Regions from separate parts of the Gossypium arboreum genome. Here region 1 is linked to region 2. A link is a contact called in public Hi-C data. All regions are on one chromosome and are shown on one strand. The core of a region is the stretch at or near the end of the contact, and the rest is flanking DNA. Distances in the headings are between cores, read along the strand shown.

What was found. A called contact is a pair of places that touch in the nucleus more often than the background predicts.
Region 1: a Hi-C map of leaf shows a contact between it and region 2, with 4 times the contacts expected there. The contact joins the promoter of LOC108464958 here to the promoter of LOC108486475 in region 2. A contact is called at or near these places in 2 of 5 Hi-C or Micro-C datasets (both in leaf).

The regions. Positions count from the first base shown.
Region 1 is chr6:75,716,226-75,722,038 of ASM2569848v2, reverse strand. LOC108464958 (magnesium transporter MRS2-1) reads right to left here and starts at 2,794. Exons shown (of 7, transcript XM_017765237.2): 1 at 2,498-2,794; 2 at 2,316-2,412; 3 at 1,187-1,783. The coding sequence starts at 1,774.
Region 2 is chr6:75,375,988-75,381,444 of ASM2569848v2, reverse strand. It overlaps LOC108486475 (zinc finger BED domain-containing protein DAYSLEEPER-like), which reads left to right and starts at 1,353. Exons shown (of 2, transcript XM_017790540.2): 1 at 1,353-1,797; 2 at 3,333-5,457. The coding sequence starts at 3,347.

The DNA.
Region 1 (5,813 bases), core at 1,545-4,044, 340 kb before region 2:
TACTTCAATCAAGTTCATGGAATTTGGTTCAAGGAAGTTCCCAATTTTTGAAGCTAAGGATATTCAAATTGATTAGCATTATGGTGCATCAACAAGACATTCGCTTGAAGCATGGTTAGGTTCACATATTGATTTTGATATGGTGGACGTTGCAATTAAATATATTTGCTCCTATGAAGCTGATAAAGCTATTCTTGTTTCCCACATAGGCGGGGATGACACTTCTAAGCTCCTTGACAAGATTAAAGTAAACATTTATGAGAATCGTAGCAAGTTTCTGATCTCTCCTCTACATGGTTTTACCATCATTAACCAACAAGAAATATCTAACTGTGCACCACCTAAGAAATGAAAATGAAAGTAACATCTCCAAAAATGATGTTGAAAATTCAGATAATAGGCAGCAGCTTCCTAAAGCTAAAACAAAGGTTATTTAAGATGTGGTTGATGTTAAGGCAACTAAGTTTAAATGGGGTAATTGATATTAGAGATTTTTGCTGAAACAGCCAGTGGAAGTTCTTGGATGGCGTAAGAAGAGCTACAAGGAGCTTATCAAGAAATTTATGTTGAAGTGGTGAAGCTTTTCTTACCGCTGTCAATTTTCCAAGCCAGGTTAGATATATTAAAACAGCTAAGAGGTTAGTAGTTATCTTAAGGGTTTAAAGAAAGGGCTAGAAATAAAACTTTATTTGCAAAAAGGCCTAGTAACTTTATTTGCAAGAAAAAAAGCCTATATAAATAAGTTGTCAGCTTTACAACTATTATTATTCCTATTATTTTTCTTTGATTTAATATAAAGAAATTAGAGGTTTTTTAAACCCTAAATTTTCTAGAGTTTCACCTTCTTTCTTACTTGTTTGTTTAGCCCTAATTCTTCCTATTGCTTCTATTTTCTCCCCTAAACCACATCAGAAAAACTCAGCCAAAATCAAGTAACAAGAACATGCAACATTTTTCATGACTTGCTGTTATATGTGTTATTTATTTTCCTTAATTTTTACATAGCTCAACATCCCCAACAATCAAAATATAAATCTGCAATTGATGGATCTTCCAACCACTTTTTTAGTTTTTAATATATTTTTAAATGTCAACAAGGTGAATGATTCTTGGGTGAATGATTTTAGGTTTATCATCCCAAGTCTAATTCAAATGCAATAAGGTGTTTTAGGCCACTTTCACACACCTGTGAATCAAGGAATGTACAGGCAGCTTCCAAAGCAACTTCCAGAGCCCTAAACTCAAAGGGCAAATAATCAGGGGATGTGCTCCCGTATACATTGTCAAAACCCCTACTGCTTCTTCTTCTGTTCAACTCGGGACCCTCTGATTGCCATACCTCACCTACTCCACTTGTAAGTCGCCTTTGTAACTCCACAACATAATGCAAAACATAGCTATCAAGGGAATTCAAGAGTAGAACCTCGTCGGCAGTGATAATACACCTTATCTGCTCTAAATTTACAACAATAGCCTTCTCTCTACCGAGGATTGTCGAGGGGTAAACAAACAATGGGTCAAGAAGCCGTAGGTCTCGGGCTGGTAGATCACATCGACGCATCATAGTGAACTTGTCAACCTCGATTATTTGCGAATTCCCAGATGTATCAACACGGATCCAAGATCTGAGTCCTTGGCCCCGCTTCTTTAACCCCGATAAATCCATGCCTTGGAAAGGCTGGCGTCCAGAGGCAGATGGCCGATAGGAAGCATCTCTAATGTTTATAGCCGACTGAGGTTTCGGTGGAAGCAAACGCTCTTTTAGGTCTGCCATCACAGAATACTGAAACAAATAACAAAACCAGTTAACGACAACACTGTATAATCCAGTTCTGAAGGGGGGGGGGGGGGCGGAAACAGAAAAAGTGGCTTTAGGTCTCAACTCTCAAGAAGCTCACTTTTCCAACAAAGTCTAAAAGCTACTCAAATATTGTAATCCAACTATCAAATCCAAGAACTTTTTACTTCAAAGCCTGAATACAATTCCATAACTAGATTAACCATGTTCATTAATGCATCAGAAACCAAAGCAACTTCCTTTTTTTTTTTTTGCAGCCTGAGATCGAAAATCTATCAAACGCATGAATAATTCAGCATGCGAGGTACAAAATTCAGCATCAGGATATCGCCTAAAAATGCTACCTAAAAATTGGCCTAGTTCCTTCCACAGCCTTATAATTATACTAAATAGAACAATAATAATATAAAGAAAACTGAAAATAAAGAGCAAAATCTATTTAAATTCCAACTCAAGCATAATAAATAAACAAAACAGTAACAAAAGAGTATATATTATTTCAAGGAGACTAGCTTACCTCGAATCAATAAAACTAAGATTTAACTCTCAGATAAGCGTGAAGAAGATATAATCACAGCCTCTGATTAAATAAGCTAATATCGACACATCAAAAACTGCAAAAAATAATTGGATTAATAAATTAAATTATAACAACATAAAGAAAATAGGGAAAAGGAAACCCTAGATTTGGAAAAGTACCTTGGCAGCAGCGGATGATTGAGAACAGGAGGATTTAGTGAGGAAGAGAACTCCTGGATCAAATACGAAATTTTTTACGTGTTTAAAAAAAAAAATAAAATAAAATAAAATAGTTTAAAAAATTTACGAAAGGCGGTGTAAGTTTTACTCAATTAGCTAAGACGAGAATCTTAATTAAGAATCTATGATTGAAATTTTTGATGTTAAAAAAGGATTTCTGATGCGGAGAGCCTTTTTTTTCTTGGTTGCTTTTATTAGTTTTGTCGGCTCCTGAGTCGTCGTGACCCTGAGGTTCTTTAAAAGAAAATTTTTAATTACTAGTAAACCAATAAAATGGTTTATTTTAATCACTATGCTATTAAACCATAAATAGCGTGGATTTTAAAATAATAAATTAAAACTGTGAGCCCCACCGTCTTATCATTTTTTTTCTTCCTCATCCTTTCTTCCCCTCCAAATCTCAGCCCGATTTTACAATAAGGCATAAAAAGTCCATTTTCATTTTCCAAACAGCTTATTCAATCTCCTTTAGAATTTGGATATTACTAGCACTGACTCACTCCCCAAATTTTTTTTTTTTTTTTGCATCAACTCAACTCAACAGTTGCTTGTATATATCATTATAAACTCTCGAATACCGGATAAAAGTTGTATAGGATCAAAACTCTGAGCTGATTTTTTTTTAATTATAAAGTTCAACAAGTTTTTTTTGTTAACTCGATGGATTTTCCATAGTTGAGTAGAGATGAAGCTGTTGTCGTATCCCAAATCCTCCAATTGTGCAGGCCGGATAATCTTTTCCTTGCAATCCATCTCCTAAAACCCCCCAAACCCAAACACCCTCTTCCCTAAACCTTTACTGTAATCTTGCCTCTTGAAAGCATGCACATACCTTCAATCTTTTCCTCACGGCCCATCTTAAATCTGCTCACCACATGGATCGTTCTATAGATATCAATTTATTTGTTCTCTACTTTAAGCTGTGTACTGATTTTAGAGAAACTCGGAGAGTTTTTGATTTGGTGCTTGTAAAATAAGATAATTCGTGTATTTTGATGGTTTCGGAGTATATTAAAGTGGGAAGACCAGAGAGTTCACTTCAACTGTTTTTTGAATTACTGAGGTTAGGAGCTGAGCCTAGTAGGTTCACTCTATCTGCTGTGATCAAGGCTTGTTCGGTTTTAGGGAAGTTGAGGATGGGATGCTGCTTTTATGCCATTGTTATGAAACATGGGTTTCATTCGGATAATGTAATTTTGATTGCGTTGATTGAGTTTTATGGGAGGAACGGGCAGTCGAATGAGACGTGCCAGTTGTTCGATGAATTGCGTGAACTGGGTGCAATTTGTTTGGTTTGTGTAAGGAAATGTTGAGGTTTTTGTATTTGATATTTCCCTACCCACAGTTGAACTCTCTATTTGGCTACCAGGATCCACCAAGTAGCATATCGGGTGAAGACTGTGAATCAACCTCCTTCACTACGATCCCCTCTACTTCCGTAGAGTATGAATCAAACCAATCAAGATAATTCTTTCTAATCAAAGAACTCCCCGAAGTCATCAAACCTACTAGTCCCGATTCTCAATAATTTCATGTCTGAAAATGGTTAGTCTTTTTTACCCTTCCTTATTTAACATGGGTATCTAATATGTTGAGTCACTTCGTTCAAAAATACAATTTAAGGGGACAAATTTGTATTAGCATTCGCAACTACATTTTTTTGCTATTAATTTTTATGTATAATTATTTAATAATTAAAATATAGATATATATGATTTGAAATATGAATAAAATGATAATTGCATTGTGCTTCCAATTTTTAATAAATAATACCTAACATATCAAAATCCAAAAATTAGTATGCTTTTCTACTATTTGAAAAAAACCAAAATTAAAATATAATTTTGCATATAGTAACCATATGATATAAAAAAAGAAGAAGAAGGAGAAATCATTCACCTATCTAAACAAGTTGGACTTTTAAATTGTAATCTCCTTTCTTTCATGTCACAAAAATCATTTATAATTGAATCATCATCAAAGTTCTATACAATTTCTTTTTCAATATATATGATCAAGTAACTTCCTAAATAATCATCTTCTATTTTATTTCCAAGTTTTGTTTTCACAATCTTTATAGCAGAAAATGAAACTCAATAGTGGTAGTTAAAATAGGAAGAGAAACAAAAGTCAAATTAATTTATCAACAAGTGAGTAAATGACTGACTTTCTTGTCTTCATAAACTCTTGGCATAATACAAGAATTAAGGACAAATTCTACAAATTTGTATGTTGACGAATATCAAGCTCAAAGTGTTCTAATTGAGATCTCAAATGCAACATCTCAAAGTTGTATGTTGACAAATTTTCTTCTTCTTCTTCTTCTTCTTCTTCTCTTACAATTTGTTAATTGCTTTCTTCCACTACTCTTTTTTCTTTTTCTTTTTTAAGTTTGTTCTAGGATTTTTTTTTAATTTTATGGGTAAATTTTTTTCTTTAGTTGTTATTTATTTAAAAAGAAATTGATGATTTTTTTTATTGTAGCTTCCTTTGAAAGTTTTAAAATTTTGAAACTTCTAAAAAAAGATATTTTTGAAGAGGTAAATATATATATATTAAACTTTAAAAGCGGTTGGTGTTTTTTTTGGGTCTAGGGAGAGAGGGAAAATATAAAATTTTAAGGGGTTTAATGTAATAAAGTTCATTTTAAATGGGGTGCTATGTAAATTTCTAAAAAGTTAGGGGTGTAACAGCTCGTTTTTAAGGTTAATCAGAACAGTGGTTTTGAGACCACAAACCGACATCAAAAAATTTATTTTATTATTATTTTAATATTTACAGCATGATATTATAGTTTTGTGAAATTTTCGTAAAGAAATTTTATCGTTTAAGTTGTTAATTCGGTAAAAAGGACTTAATCGCGTAAAAATGCAAAAGTTGCATTCTATTTATTAAAGGTGTCAATTGGCTTTGGATTTTAAATATGATGGCCTTAAATGACAATTATACCATTAATATGTTAGTGGATGTTAATGGTTTGGCATGAAGGAAATTATGCATTATTTTAAAGGTTAAAAAGGTAAATGGCAAGTAAATGATACATTAAATAAAACCAAAAACCATGATTTTAGTCCATTTTCCTTCATATAGCCGAATGTAAGAAAAGAAAAACATCAATGGTTGCAAAATGAGGTTCGGCAATTGCATGTTAAATTGGTAAGTCATTTTGGACTCGATTTTTGATAATTTTTACGTTTTTGAGGTCGTTGCTTCGAGTACTAACTGACTCATGCTTAAATTTTTTATTTTGATAAAT
Region 2 (5,457 bases), core at 104-2,603:
AATTTATTTAATTTTATATTTTTAAATATTTTTAAAAATTTGATAAATACAAAACGATATAATACCTGCACATATAAAATTCTAATAAAAAACTGATGCATCTACCGGTTCGATATTGACTAGCTTAGAGGTAGAATTAGCTATTCACCTTAAGTTAATGTCAATGATATTTAAACCAAATTGGATCCCTCGGTTGATTTGAGAATGGTCCGATCACTAGAAAAAACCGTTTGAACCGTGAACTAAGAAATCGGTAAAAATCCTGTCCGACCGGTTCTTTCGTCTGCGCAAGCCGATCAAAACAAACAACCTGAGACCCACACCCACCCGGGCAACCACCACTCTCGTCACTCGTCCATCCGGCCTCTCTGACTCTCTCAACCTCTCTTCACTCTTTAGTCTCCAATCTCCCTCTTTCAGCCTCCAGTTCAGCTGCCTTTAGCCATCTGCTTCTTCGACGACCATCGCAGCTGAAAAATGAGGAAGTCAGAAAGATTGGTTTGGTGATAAAGGACAAGTGAGAATTGAAAGGAGTTAGCGATAATAATTTTTTAGGTTTTCTTACTTTATGTTGGTTATGTCCTATGACTTAAAAGACGGTGGGCTAATTTAAATTAAACTTAAAAGCATAGGCCAAAGTTTATTTGAGGTTTTTTTTATTTTTTTAATTATTATGATTTTATATTATTAAACAGTAAATCAATTAAACTAAAATTAATAATTTGATTAATTTGACTATTAATCTAATTTTAAAATATTGATTTACGTACCACTTTATCATCTTGTTAATGAGCGATTAACTAAAATGTTACAAATCGAAAACATGTATCATCATATTATAATTTAATTTTTTATAGTTGAAATTTGTTGATTGTTTTAATGATTAAATGTGTAATTTATTATAAGTAAGATGCATTTTATTTAACTAATTTATAATAGCACTATAATATTTAAATAAGAATTTATGGATATTGAATGAATTAGAGGTGGATTCGGTTGTTGAATTCTTTACTTTAAAAATTTAATTAGAAAACGTGATTGTAAGAAATATATTTTTTATCATTTCCTAATTAAGTTCAGTCGGGCGTGTTATAACCGTATATAGATAGATAAAAATGCATTGATGAATCATGATTAGAGTAAGGTTCGGTCTAATTTTGATTTTTGAATTTTCTAAGAAAATTAAAATATAATTGTTTAACCTACCCGTGAGTCATGAGAACCGTAAGCCGAGATGAATAGGTAAAAGGAACGGTCAAGATTAAACCAAGTGGGTGGCTGATGAAAAATACTATGGAACCGCCTTCACAGAATGAATAAAAAAAGGAAAATTAAATTTGGACCTTGAGAGAGTCAGTCAGTCCATATCCAATTACGATTTTTTCTCTTTTTCTTTTCTCATAAATGCCCCTTTCGCCCCCCTGACTCTCATTCAAAAGGCCTAAACTCGAGATCTTTTTGATTATATATAGTTTTAGCCCTAGCTACCCCAGCTCAGGTCCAATTCCAATTTAGGGTTTTGTTTTTCTCTCCCTCGCTCGAACAGCGAACAAACAAACAAACAAAAGCTTTAAACTTCAAAGCTCTGAACCTTTTTTTTTGCCTTTGGGTGCTTCAGCCCAATTAACCGACTTTGTTCTCCTCCTTCATCTTCCTCCTTTGCGCTTCCCTCTGTTACCGGAAATTCAAATATATTATTTTTTTAATTCCTTCGGTCTCCGGGTGAAAACAAGCCTCTAAATCGGTGAAACTGTTGTTTTGGATCTGCTTTCAGGGTTTTGTTGGTGATACAACGAGGTATCAACTATTTTTTTAATCCTCGATTTATATGTTGGGTTTTGTTTATTTATGTCTAATTTTGCAATTTTAGAGTTTGTTTTCAGTTTTTTGGATCTGGTATTTATTGAGTATTTATTTTTGTGAGGCTTTTTTTTAAAATTTTATTCTTGGCGTTAATCAAAATTATGTTTCTTAGTGGTTTTATATTGGCTTACGTTAATCAAAATTATGTTTCTTGGTTGTTTTCATATTTGGCTTATGTTTTGCTTCATGTGCATCTTCTAATCAGTTTTTCGCCTTTTTTTATCCACATAATTTATTTCACTGTAATTGCTTTTCTTATGGGCTTCTTAGTGTGTGAGACTGATAGTTATTTCCTTTTTTGTGTTGCAATGGGGTTTCATTGAAAATTTTTTCTTGGTAGAACTCATAGGATGAGTGTGGTAGGATTTATTTTTCTCATTACATCCTCTGAGAAGCAGTCGTTTTCTGTTTCCTGTTTTCGTGGGTTCTCGTTTCTCAATTTATAAATGGTCAAACGACGGTTTTTTCCAGCACAAAGTCCATGTGGAAGGTAGAGATTTGGTTTTTGTTGGACTTGAGTGGTAAGGAGTTCAATGTTCCTTAATTTCGATCTTGTGTGGAGAAAGTAGGTGCTAACAAAGCTTTCCTCCCATTTAGGTGCTCCGGAAGAGCTTGATACTGGGGGTCTTAGGCAATAAATAGATAAATAAGAGATTTGGTTTTTGTGTCTTTGGGTTGGGGACCTGTGGATTTTCACTTCAGCTGAAGGCACTTTAGTCAAGTTGCTTATGCATATCCACTGGGCTTTTTGGTCCATAATGATAAGGTTAGCTCATCAATCTGGGCATGCCCACATTTTTAGGTATATAAAAGTTGGGTTTGATCCTGCCAATTAGCAAGATATATGGGAGCAGTGTTTTTTATTTTTTGGTTTATTTAAGTTGTCTTTCATGTCCAGATGTGGGAATAAATTGGTCTTTAGACTTTGCAGCTTTGAGTTACCAAGTCTAGTTAATGTGTTTATCAAGTTCCAACTGTTATTTTTCTGGCTAAAACGCATCTGCTTTTGTTTACCGTAGACTCTTGAAGGCTTTTTGAATTCTAGGCTTGGCTTAGAATCATTTCAAGTTTGTCTTTTAACCTGAATGTTGTAGTTTTAATGTTCACTGTAAAGCCAGCTTCTCTGCATACCTTTTAATATTCAATTGCTCAGTCTTTTAAGCCATCTCTTCAAATTTGTCTGGTTACTAATATCTATCTGAGGATCATAAAAATTAGTTAACTCCTGCTCTTGTTTGTTATTTTGTAAATTTGAATAACTATTGTCTCGTAGATAATGGAAACATTCTAAGAAGCTTGTCATTATTCTATGAGTTTTGAATCTACTGTGAATATCTAAACTTGCCTTTGGGTATCATCAATAGTAGTATTCTCTTCTACTACAATATGCTGTCTTCATGGTGTCTGTCTTGTGTTTTTTTCATTGACTTTTGAGAACTTTATCATCTGCTGTCTCGTCTTCATTGCAGGACGGTACATTGAGATGGAGACTGCAATCATTCCGGTTACACCTATTACTCCTACAGACAACAATGACCTTGTTAGTTCCGAAGTACAGCCCAATAAACGCAGGAGGAAGAAGTCTATTGTCTGGGATCATTTCACTGTGGAGACTGTAGGAGATGGATGTATCAGGGCCTGCTGTAATCAATGCAAGAAATCTTTTGCTTACATTACTGGTTCAAAGCTAGCTGGAACTAGCCACCTCAAGAGACACATTGCCTTAGGAATCTGCCCGGTAAGCCGTCAGAGGAATCAACAGGCATCAGACACTAAAACTGCTACATACGAACCAAGAAAAAGACAACGGGCAACTCCTGGATTTGCTAACATCCCTTTTAACCAGGAACGCTGCAACCATGAGATCGCTAAGATGATTATAATGCACGAGTATCCCCTCCACATTGTGGAACACCCTGGCTTTATTGATTTTGCACGGACTCTTCAACCTCAGTTTAATATGGTGAGTTTCAATACCATTCAAGGAGATTGTGTTGCCATGTACCTGAATGAGAAGCAAAGGCTTCTCAATTTTATCAATGAAATTCCAGGAAGGATAAGCCTTACGTTAGATTTACGTATTTCAAATCAAACTGTGGGCTATGTTTTCATAACAGGACAGTTTATTGATATGGAATGGAATTTGCACCGCTGCCTGCTTAATGTAGTCATGGTACCTTCTCCTGATTCAGACTGTGCCTTACAGCAAGCTGTTGTGTCTTGCCTATCAGATTGGCAATTGGAGAATCGGCTATTTACACTTGGTTTTGATCAGTTCTTCTCAAATGTTAACATAAATCAAAACCTAAGAGCTCTATTTTCTGTGAGGAACCCTTATATGCTGCATGGTCAGTTCTTGATTGGAAATTGCTTTGCTCGTATTATAAGTCTTCTTGCACAAGAAGCACTATGGTCTGTGGGGGAAACAGTGAAGAAAATACGGGATAGTGTTAAGTTTGTGAAAACTTCAGATACTCATGAAGAGACATTTTTTGGACTGAAGGAACAACTTAAAGTCCCCAGCATGAAAGACATATTCATTGATGACCAAACAAAATGGAACACAACATATGACATGTTGGCTGCCGCCTGTGAACTAAAGCAAGTATTTCTTTGCTTGGAAACCTCTATTCCTGATTATAACTTAGCCCCGTCAATGGATGATTGGAAGCAGATAGAAATTCTCTGCACATACTTGAAGCTTTTCTTTGATGCTGTCAGCATTTTAACTGGCCCAACATATCCGAATGCCAGTGCATTCTACCATGAAGTGTCAAAAGTTCAGTTGGAGTTGACACATGCAGCAATGAGCAATGACCCCTTCATCAGCAACTTGACCAAGCCTTTGAAGGAGAAGTTTGATAGATACTGGAGCGACTGCTTCTTAGTTTTGGCTATTGCCGTGGTAATGGATCCTAGATTCAAAATGAAACTTGTTGAATTTAGCTTCTCTAGGATATATGGTGATGATGCTGGAATGTGGATTAAGATTGTTGATGATGGGATTCATGAGCTCTACCTTGAATATATTGCACAAGCACTTCCTCCACCGGAAACATTTGTTGAAGAACGGAATGGGAGCATCATCCCAGAACAGAATGGGGGTGTCATCCTCAAAACTGAACCCCCTGAAGACGGATACCTACATGAAGAAGGATACCTTCAAGAGGAACAAACTCATGAAGCAGCTCCTCAGGAGGTATCCCATCATGAAGTAGCTCATCAAGAAGATACCCATCACGATGTTGCTCATCGAGAAGTATCCGATCAAGAAGTAGTCAGTCAAGGAGTAACCCATCAGGAAGAAGCCTCTCAAGAGGTACCTTCTCAAGATCCCCTTATTTCCATTGGAGATGGACTTTCAGATTTCGAGGTCTATATCTCTGAGATCAGCGGTAGCCATCAGATGAAATCAGAACTGGATCAATATCTTGAAGAGTCCCTTTTGCCTCGGGTACAAGATTTCGATATCTTGGGCTGGTGGAAATTAAACAGGACAAAGTATCCTACACTTTCGAGGATGGCTTCTGACATTTTGTCAATGCCGTTTTCCACCGTTGGTCCTGATTCAGTTTTCGACACAGAGAGAAAAAA